Linked DNA regions of Lactuca sativa: region 2 is linked to region 1. A link is a contact called in public Hi-C data. All regions are on one chromosome and are shown on one strand. The core of a region is the stretch at or near the end of the contact, and the rest is flanking DNA. Distances in the headings are between cores, read along the strand shown.

Evidence for each region. A called contact is a pair of places that touch in the nucleus more often than the background predicts.
Region 2: a Hi-C map of seed shows a contact between it and region 1, with 7 times the contacts expected there. The contact joins the promoter of LOC111913241 here to the promoter of LOC111898320 in region 1. A contact is called at or near these places in 3 of 4 Hi-C or Micro-C datasets (leaf and seed).

The regions. Positions count from the first base shown.
Region 1 is chr3:242,029,665-242,035,031 of Lsat_Salinas_v11, reverse strand. LOC111898320 (protein NLP9) reads left to right here and starts at 1,812. Exons shown (of 6, transcript XM_023894240.3): 1 at 1,812-1,947; 2 at 2,162-3,409; 3 at 3,628-3,672; 4 at 4,173-4,952; 5 at 5,064-5,187; 6 at 5,314-5,367. The coding sequence starts at 2,507.
Region 2 is chr3:242,193,311-242,199,337 of Lsat_Salinas_v11, reverse strand. It overlaps LOC111913241 (deacetoxyvindoline 4-hydroxylase), which reads left to right and starts at 1,766. Exons shown (of 3, transcript XM_023908958.1): 1 at 1,766-2,401; 2 at 2,543-2,864; 3 at 4,613-5,033. The coding sequence starts at 1,884. The coding sequence ends at 4,876.

The DNA.
Region 1 (5,367 bases), core at 563-3,062:
GTAAAAATAAAAGAAAAGGGGTCATAAAGACTCACCTTTGTTGCATGATCTAAACTCGAGACTTGTTCATTTTTAGGAAGGCTTCTTGTGTCACCTTTAAAACTGATACTAAGGAAGAGTTCGGGTTGTTTTGGGCGATCAACAAACGGGTTTATGGTCTCCAACTTTCAGCTCAAAATCAACAAAGAAAAGTAGAAGAGGGGATTGTTTACGTGAGTTTTTGGGGTGCCTCATGGGAAGAATATATATGAGATTATATGGTTGTAAATTTGTACTGTGGGTCTCATGTGATGTGGGCAATAGTTTATGTTGTACACGTTGCATGCAAAAGTTCTTTTCAATTGTAGTCTTGGAAAAGAAACGTGGGTTTTAGCCACTATTTTGTGACAATTGAGAGATGCTCCATGTAGAGCAATAGGCATTAACGTTGTACAACCACTATTTTTCATCATGAATCCTTGTATTGTATGATATTATTGCTTTCTATTTTATGATAATCGAGATATGGGGTTTTCTAGGTGATGTACGCAAGTATAACTATTAATATATGTATGGTTTTATGTTGGTTAAGTAAAACTTTGTCGTTCCAACTAATGAAGGTAGTTTAATTAAACAAGTGGTTAGTAGTGTCCCATGTGTATCTATCTAAAATATACGCATGTTGGATTCGGCTCAATCCTTTTAGTAAAAGATTGGGCCGAGTTTAATTGAAATTCAATTAAGAGAACGAAAGTTATTGATCCAAAGTATCCATTGCCTGAAACTCAAATTTAATCTCATTCCATATTTCACAAGCAGCACCTAGTTCAGGACGCCATTTGGTTGTTACATCATGACTCGTTCGACTCTATTGAGGAGCTCCACTACCTCTAGTGCGAGAAACCAAAGGTATCAAATGCGAAATGTATAAATACATGTTGATTTTTAATGCATTCATTCTTGTGTTTTGTCACTTTCCACGCGGCGAATTCAAAAACAGTATGTCCCGTTGTGAAACTCTCACTCCTCAAACCCACGAGAAGGGAGACCCCAGTAAGATCCAGAAACCTGTTTCCTCCTATCCATCTAAAGACAAAAATGTCAGTGTGGATCTTCCATCCAGTGAGTCAGTCAAAAAGTTCACAAAATTCACAGTTGCTTCTTTTTTAACGAAAATATTTGTATGCTGATAGACGTCAAAGAGAACATCCCTAACCATAAACATGTCGGTATTTGAAGTCTGAAAGCTCTGTATAACGAACCATATATATCCAAACATGCATTGCGGTTAATTGGGCATATCCGTTGACGTGGGAATAAGGAATCACGAGCCAATATCGAAAGATAGTACGGTATTTCACAGGAAACATATATTGGCTGAGACCATACATTTAAGACCATCAGTATTGATGGTTAGCAGAAAATCATGAGCATGAGATGCTCGAAAACACTCAACAACTGTTTTCTGTCCGACAGACATGTTCAACTCGACTTCCATATCCATGATAATTTTTGCTAAAAAAAGCAAAACCCAAGGTTTTTTTGGGATTTACGAAGATATCATTATTAGTGAAACCGCTATATCCGTTCACGAGTTGCCATCCTAAGTTTAGCATAAAGACAGGATGCTTGGCTTTTGTCGATTCAATATCGAACCCACTCGCCCTTGCCTAATAGTTCCAAGTTTCAACTTTCTATGTTTGCTGGATAATAATCAGATTTTGAACTTTTAGTTTTTCCCAAAAATAAAACCAATGATTACAACCGTTTGTGTAATTGTGTAGTAAAATGTAAAAGGGCAACAAAACAAAGCCTGCTTCCTTTTATAGGCGGTAGTAAAATGGTTTTCTGTTGTGTTCTGACGTGCACATTCTATTTTTGGAATGAGTCCACCTCATTTCTCAATTCCCGTAGCCATTTCAGAGCAATCCTCTTTCTCTCGGAGTCTGGGGTTCGCATAGTTTCGAGGTTTTCAACTCGCTTCTTTGTCAACTTCCTTTGGTCGGTAATGGTCGGTAATTTTGCAAGCTATAAGCACCAGATATCGATTCAATTTTACAGTTTAGGGTTCCTTAGTTTTGGTATTTTTTTGCTTGCCAACTATTAAAATTCAATTTCCTTAATAGTTAAACTACTATTTCATTGATTGGTTGTATGTTTGGTCATTTCTTGGATTCTTCAGCCAGTAAAAGTCATGAATCTGAGATTGGATTTGTGTTATTGATATGAACATCTGTGGCTTTCCGCAATTCGCAGCTGGAAGAGGCCAATTTGTTCCATCCCAGGTTTGTTTTATACTTATTCCCCTTTAAATATCTTCAGAAATCACTTGGCTTCTGCACCGATTAGTATTTGATTTTCGTCTGCCGTGTTAGCTTCGTTGAATTTGAGTCTCCGACACATATTACGACTTGGTGAGATCGAGATAAAAAAAAAACTCCACGGTGGGATCGTATTATCGTTGAGTCTTAAAAGACTGAAACTAGCAGATGTAGGAATTCTAGTTTCGCTGTGAACAATCTTCAAAATGGAATTCCCTTCCCCATCAAAAGATAAGCCGATAGGTTTCTGGGCTTCTCCAAGACCTCAGATGGAGAATCCTGCATCCATGGATGGTTTCACAAGGCCAGACGACCCATTCAACAGCTTCTCTGAGCTCATGAACTTTGATACTTACGCTGGGTGGTGTACAAGTCCTTCAGCAGCTGATCAGATGTTAGCATCTTTTGCCCTATCAGCCGGCTATGCACCCTATGATTACACAAACTTCACAGAACAAGTCAAATCCGGTTTTCTCCCAACTGATGGAGAAATTAATGGCGTAGAAAGAGTATCCTTTCCTACCCCAGACACCCAGTTCACCATACCTGTGAATTCATCTGATGAAAATGGAAATGGAAGTTCTTGTCAACAGAAAAAATTTCAAGAAAATGGAAATGGTATCATCCATAGGTCACCAGGTGGTCGACCCCTTGCTGAAAAGATGTTGAAAGCATTGTCTTTGTTCAAAGATTCATCTGGAGCAGGGATTTTGGCTCAAGTTTGGGTTCCAATTATGGAAGGTGATAAGTATATATTAAGCACATGTGAGCAGCCTTATTTGCTTGATCAGATGCTGGCTGGATATCGAGAAGTTTCCAGAGGCTTCACGTTTTCAGCTGAAGTGAAACCTGGTGGCTTTTTAGGGCTTCCTGGTAGGGTTTTCAGCTCAAAAGTTCCTGAGTGGACTTCAAATGTTTCCCACTATAATAAAGGTGAATACCTGCGTAAAGATCTTGCACTTAGTCATGAAGTCCGAGGATCTATTGCTCTACCTATTTTTGAAGATGACTCATATGATACATCTTGTTGTGCTGTTCTTGAACTTGTTACAATGAAAGAGAAGGCTGATTTCAGTGCAGAGATGGATCATGTTTCACGTGCTCTTGAGGTAAACTTTTTGTTACTCATAGAAGGAATATGTTTGGAGTTACTGTTTCTTTTGTTTCTTTGGTGAAGTTACTCTAATCCTTTGGTAAACCAACTGTGCTGTTAATCTTTTCTTGTAAAAGATCATGCACTCAGTCTTGATTTCTTGTTTTCTGCATAGTTTGTGAATCTATGCTGTTGTAAAATTATAACCTCTATTTTTTTTTTTAATCTTTGCAGAGTGTGAACCTGAAAAGTGTTGCACCTCCTCGACTATATAAGCAGGTATTTGATGAATAGGGTGGATTTTATTGCAAGGTTAAATAGATTTCCTTTGTATATATAATGTCAAATTGTTTAAATGATCCCATTGTAGTATTTCTTACGAAACCCAACTAAACCCTTCTTGAGCACAATTCAAATCTGGATAATCATCTATGAAATGTTTTGTTTCTTTCATGAGATAATTAATGAACTCGAATCCATGTTTTTATATTATTTTTCCCTGATATTAGATCCGGGAAAGCTGGAAAACTTTCTTTCTTAAACAGTCAAAAAAAGTATAAATGACCATTTTACCCTTGTGTTTCTTTTGCATGTAGTCCACTATGCTGCTTAGTTCCATATACTATGTTGCATTATAGGATCAACTTGAATGTGAAATGTTGATCTTTTGATAAACTCACTCAACTCTCACTTAGCTCCATAGGAGAAAATGACCATTTTACCCTTATGTATCTTGGAACGCAAAGTCTTGATTTTTTGTTGGATCATCATTTTTGCAGTGCCTCTCAAAAAACCAAATGGCTGCACTATCCGAAATAACGGATGTTCTTCGAGCAGTATGCCATGCACACAGACTACCCGTTGCCCTAACATGGATCCCATGTAGCTACAACGAAAAACTCCATGACGAAACCATAAAAGTACGTGTCGGAGGGCGAAAACGTAATTTCAACTCATCAGAAAAACCAATCCTATGCATCCAAACCGACGCCTGTTACGTCAACGAACGAGAAATGCAAGGCTTCATTCAAGCATGCAGTGAACATCACCTTGAAGAAGGACAAGGAATTGCCGGAAAAGCCCTTCAATCAAATCACCCTTTTTTCTACCCTGATGTAAAAGACTACGATATTCGCCAATACCCACTTGTCCAACATGCAAGAAAATTTGGCCTAAATGCTGCTGTTGCAATTAGACTCAGGAGTACTTACACTGGTGATGATGATTATATCTTGGAGTTTTTTCTTCCTGTTAACATGAAAGGCTCCACAGAACAACAACTTTTGTTGAATAATTTATCCGGGACTATGCAGAGGATTTGTAGGAGTTTGAGGACAGTTTCGGAAAGTGAATTGTCAGGGGTAGGTGGGGGTGTGAGTGGGGGTGGGGTGGATGCTGGCTTTCAGATGGGGGTAGATGAACGTTCATTGCCACTTGAAGTATCAAGAAGCTCTTCTGAGAAGAAATATGTTGAAGGGAGTTTGATTCCTGGTGATCAAGTTTCTGTTAATGGCACTGAATCTGTTGATGTTAGGATTGGACCTCGTCCACCCGATCAGGTAATATTACCTTTTGAATTATATATATATATATATATATATATATATATATATATATATATATATATATATATATATATATGTTGACTAAAATGTTGTGTTGACTTGTAGATGGTTGGTGGATCAAGGAGACAATCAGAGAAAAAGCGAAGTACAGCAGAGAAGAATGTTAGCTTAAGTGTTCTACAACAATACTTTTCTGGAAGCCTTAAGGATGCTGCTAAAGCAATTGGAGGTAATAATAATAATAATAATATTTTACAATTTGATTGGGAGGTTTTAAAATTATAAGTACGTTATTATAAGACTAAACATGTTATAAACAACAATGAAAATCGGTTCTTGTTTTGTACTTTTGTAGTTTGTCCTACTACACTGAAAAGGATATGCAGACAACACGGGATTTCCCGATGGC
Region 2 (6,027 bases), core at 517-3,016, 160 kb before region 1:
CACAGATCGAGAAATCGGAAAACATAACAAATGAACATGAAGTTGATCATTTTATCCATGACTCAGTTCATACGATATCTTGTAGAACGAAGGAATAGTTGATCACTTATCTTAGGGCCAACGTTTGATTTGAATCAGAGTTCGACAGTGGCTTTGGAAAATACTCTTTGCTGTTTAGTTTAAGGTTTATACTTGTAATTGTAGTTACAGACTTATCCAAGTGGGTGACTGTTGCATTAAGGTGTCTAAGCTAGTAACTAAATTGGTATATTCTTGTAATTAAAAACAAAGTCATTTTTGGATTGCCTTCATGACTAGAAATAACTAGAAATGATATTAGGAGACAAAAGTATTATTTATTAGGTTATTATATGATTAATAAACTAATTGAAAATTATGGGGAAATGGTTTGTTAATATATTATATGATTAATATTTAATAAGAATTAGACAGTTAATTTGTTGCTTTATTATATGATTAATAAATTAATATAAGATCAATTGTTAAATAATTGATTTGTTAATTTATATGATTAATAAATTAACATGGAATCAATTAGAATTGATTAGTTATTAATCAGAATTAATTTGGAATTCATTTGAGATTAATTTGAATTAATTAAAGGTACAATAGGTGAATTGTAATTGTTTAGTAGTTGAACAAAAAAAAACAATTCTAGAACCCTCTATGGTATGGACAGTTTTAGAGGGTTTCCTAAGGTTTTTGGAAGTCTCCTGGTTGCATAAAATGAAATGATTTAAATTAAGATTAAATCTAATATTTAATTAATTCAAATTTTGTTTTACCTTTAAGTTACCTCAACTATAAATAGGACCCATTGACTTGCAATTTTAGTTCACCACATTACCAAAAGGCATAGAAACGAAATTCCATTCATATCTCTCCTCTCCTCCTCATTCTAGGGTTTCTAGTTTTGGTGTGAGTCATAGAGGCGTCATCATTTTGATGATTTCTTTCCAAGGAACTGTAAGAGGATTTGATTTAATTATTTGCTATATTAATCAAAAAGTATATAGCCCTAAACTTTATGTTAATTTCGATTTTCATAGTCTCTCTTTAGGATTTCTTAATGCTAATATGTTATTGCTATCAATAGAGAAGACATAGATCATTTTGTAGGTTGCATGTAAACTTAAGGGTTTAAGTATTTTTCCACCCCATGGATTTTTTATAACCTAGAAAACTCATTAATATTTTATTTAAAACCATAAATAAACAAAAGAATTAACATACAACACATAATTTTTTAAGTAAAAACTAAAAAAAAAAAAAAATAAAAAAAAAAAAAATAATTCTGGAACGCTAGTCCAGAACATTGTTGTCAAAATCGCGATCCTGGTCGTAGGATCGTACGATCCTACGATCCTAGATATGAAAAACGAGTCAGATCGTAAATGAATTGTATTTAGGGTAGGATCTTAAGATCGTAGGTAGGATTATAGGATCGGGATTCGATTTGATTCTACCTTCCTTAGATTTTTTACCACTTCATGTCTTTTATCCTTTACCAATTTACCGTTTATCATCTTGCGTTGTGACTTATGACTAATATTTTGGAGTTTTTATAACTTTTGAATGAAAATTAAATGTTTTGAAATATTTTTCATGTTTTTAAATTATAGATTAAAATAATATTTTATTTTAGGGATCTTATCTTACATACCTAAAAATATCCTACATATAATCCAAATCTTGACAACGTTAGTACTAATACTACCCTACCCGGTATCCCAAAATTCGCTCAATTTTTTTTTAATTATAAAATAACTATTTAGTTCATGTAATCAAGAATTTGAGTATTTGACCCTAAACGTTTTACCCAATTTTCGGGTTTCTCTGTCAATCATCTTACATAAGCAAGTATGGTAACTACCACCCATGAAGTCGAGCCAGCAATTCAATCGAAATACGATCGTGAGTCCGAATTAAAAGCCTTTGATGATTCCAAATCCGGTGTCAAAGGCCTTATCGACGCTGGCTTGTCAAAAATCCCTCGTATTTTTATCAACGATCAACCCATAATCGAAGATTCAAACTCATCAACTACTCAAAATCAGTTCAATATCCCAATTATAGACCTTAAAGACAGCAAGAATATCGAAAATGTTCGGGATGCTTGTGAAAAGTGGGGGTTTTTCCAAATAATCAATCATGGAATCCCGAAAAGAGTTTTGGATGAGATGATTGATGGAGTGCGAGGGTTCCATGAGATGGAAACGGAGGAGAAGATCAAGTATTACTCTCGTGATTTTCAGAAGCGATTTTTCTATGTTAGCAATTTCCATTTGTTTACAGGCGATTCAGCTGTTTGGAGTGATTCGTTTCTGTCGGTTATGGCTCCTGATTCTCCACGATCGGAAGAAATCCCATCGATTTGCAGGTGTTAATACGATGTTCTACTACTATTATTAACAGTTGACTTAAATTATTATAATTTCAACAACATACCAAATTATATTCCACTTTTTCTATCAGCAAATTATACCTTTATAACATTGACTTTACATGTAAAAATATGCAGAGATATTTTAACGGAGTACTCCAACCACATCATGAAATTAGGGTTTACTCTGCTCAAGTTATTCTCAGAAGCTCTTGGGCTTGAATCAAATCACCTTGAGAAATTGGGTTGTGCGGAAGGACTTTTTGTATTGGGTCATTACTACCCGACTTGTCCTCAACCGGAATTGACTTTAGGGACTAATTGTCATACGGATGCTGGTTTCTTTACAATAATTCTACAAGATCTATTGGGTGGCCTTCAAGTCCTCCATCAAAATGAGTGGGTTAATGTCTCACCAATTTCGGGAGCTTTAGTGGTTAATGTTGCGGACCTTTTACAGGCAAGTTTTAAGTTACCATGAAAAATCTTACGCTATGCATTCATAAACAAAAAGGAATTCACTTTACCAGAGATTTCACATTTTCATTTTGTGGGTTTAAATTTGGGTTAAGAATACACACAAGAGCATCTCCACCATTATTGCACATCTCTACTAACCTGAGTTCCTGACCCAAATCCTGCTCATCCATTGTTTTTTTCAAATTCATAATTTTGGAAACCACAAGGATCATGTTGGTAAACCAGAGGGACCATTTATGGAATTTTGTCTTTCTTTTATGATTTTCGTCCAACTTTTTTTAATTTTTTTTTCTCCATATTTTACAATAATTAATTTGCGGCGCAACTTGATGAACGTTTATCCGCTACTCTGTGTAAAAAATTTTAATTTTTTTTAAATTTTTTTTGCTTCAAATTTAACTTTTTGTTATAAACTTTGTCCAAACCTTTTTTTATAAATATTCGTTAACTTATTTTAAAAAAAGTTCATTGTAAAAGTTTTAAAAAACTTATTTTTTAGAAAACTAAATTTTATAACTTTCTTTTACATCTTTTTATATCTTTTTTACTTGTTTGTTTATAGGATATATATATATATTTTTTTTACAAAATTACAATTTTACATGCTTGTTTTTAGTGGTAACTATAAATTTGGTCCTTATACTTTCACAAAATTGTGCATGCGGAACAAAAAGTTTTTAACTTTTATCACATGTAATTTTGTTTTCATATGTACGTAGATAGTATTTGAGATTTTAATTTTGAACCTCAATTTTTTTTTTTTTATGCAAAATGACTTAATGATATATAGTCGTTAAAAAATGAGTTTTTTTTAAATGTATTTGAATTATTATTTTTTTTTTGAGAAAAATCAATATGTCAATAAGTTGTTTTTTAAAAAATTTTTTAACTTAAATTATACATGTTACAACCAAAAAAGTTATAAGGAGTTTTAAAAAGTTAGAAATCATAATTTATTGAAATCTTCATTTTTAAGTGTTAATAAGAAATTATTTTAAAAGTTTTTTTCATATTGTCAAACACTCTCTTAATATATAATTTTTAACAAATCATAAGTTCACTTACAGGACTGGTTGTGAGGAATTAAATAACCTCAAAGTTTCTGGACGAACCAGAAAAAAAAATCTTTATCGTTATCATAAGTTTTTATTTTTAAATAAAAATATATAATAAAAAAATTAAGCCTCTCAATGCCTAGTTATTTATTATTTTACATTTGTCATATGGTTATGTTATTCATAATCCCAAATTATATTAGTATATTTTCTATATATTTATTTAATTATTTTATTACATGAATATAACAATTCATACATAGAGTCATAGACATGCATATATATTAAAAATTAAAAATACTTAATATGTGGTTAAGTTACAAAATAAATCGTATAAATATATTTATATATAAGCAACGATTATAATATAACTAGAAATCAATAGTCCTTCTATTATTAGTTGTATCTTTTTCTAAATTAACTATTAATTAACTAATATTACTATATAAAATTTGATATTTGAATAAGTATCATATAAACGATTAAAATATATGTTTTATAAATTAAAAAGTGGTTAATATGGTAGTGGGGATACTCTCGATATATGCACTTGTGAATTGATGAAGAACATAACCGTAAACGTATACATTTAATATTTTTATTTTTATTTTTAAATATTTTTTAAACATCATTAATTCTAGGAAGTTTAACCTGAATCCTTTTGCGAGTGCAGCTCATCACAAACGATAAGTTCAAAAGCGTTCATCACCGTGTGTTGGCTCAAAAAACAAGTTCACGAATATCAGTGGCAGCTATCTTTCGGCCATTTCACGAGGGAATTGAATCAAAAACTTATAGGCCAATCAAGGAATTGGTGTCGGAAGAAAACCCTTGTGTATACAAGGAGACTAACCTGAAAGAGTACACAACACTTCGAATCACTAAAGGACTGGATAAATCCGCATTGGCTCCATTTAAGGTTGCATCCATTAAATAAAATTATGTTGGTGACTTCGAATGTAGTTTCTGTGTTGAGACGGATACCCGAGTAATCATGTATTTTATTTAAATGAGTGGTGGGGACGATGTGTTTATGCGTTGTCTGTAATCAAAATCCATTTTTTTCAATTTCAAAGTTGGAGAAATTAAGTAAATTCCTACGCCTCACGCAACTCTTTTCCCCTTTGAGTTCTCCTATTCATCTTTTTAACGACTGCTACCTCCCCCATCGTATTCTGTGCTCACACACGATGCAAACGAAAATAAAAGCCAATATGATATTTTGGTAATTAGCGATATTAGTTCAAGACTTGGTAGATTATCAAAATCTATGGTATTATATTATATAGTTGGAGAAAAATAGTTGTTTTAAATATCATAAAATAGAGAAGTGATCTCTAGAATGAAGTACAATTAGGACTTTATTTGCTTTAAAGATGTCGTAAAATATAGAAGTGATATCAAGATACCCTTGTAGTCATTCAAAACATACATGTTCGTATAGTTCTGTATTAATAATACAAACACCATCACACCAAAGTTTAACTACAAGTAATGGAAATAACAGTCATTGAAGGAAATGAGAAAGTTAAACGTGACTCGAGCATTTTAGATTGATATGGAGCATTTGGAAACGCTAATGAGGTGGAGCATCCTGAAGATGCGATGAAACCTTCAAAGGTACATATTGGCCTTATGAGCCATATTATGGAGTATGTGCTCTTGGTCTTCCAGGATGCGCTACCTTGATGTTGATGTGTTATTGATGCTAGATGGACCCCCTTGGAGCATGATACACCCCTTAGTAGCTAAATAGATTGGTTTTGTTATGGGTAGGATCCTTGAATCATATCTAGGATCCTTAAATATTTCTGAAGTCTTAGGATTCTTAAACATATCCAATAATCTTGATTATTACTACTAATATTTCTTAACACTTATAATGACTATATTTTCTTTATTTTTCTCACATGTGCATAACTAGTCAACACAAAACTCATTCTCAACGGAGAGTCATCTCAACAAGGCAAAAGAACCAGAATACCAAGTCAAGTAATGTTCATATGATGATTTTAGAGGATCTCGAAATTATCAGACTTCTTGTTACTTACACTAGACTATAAACAACACACGTATTTAGCATACCAC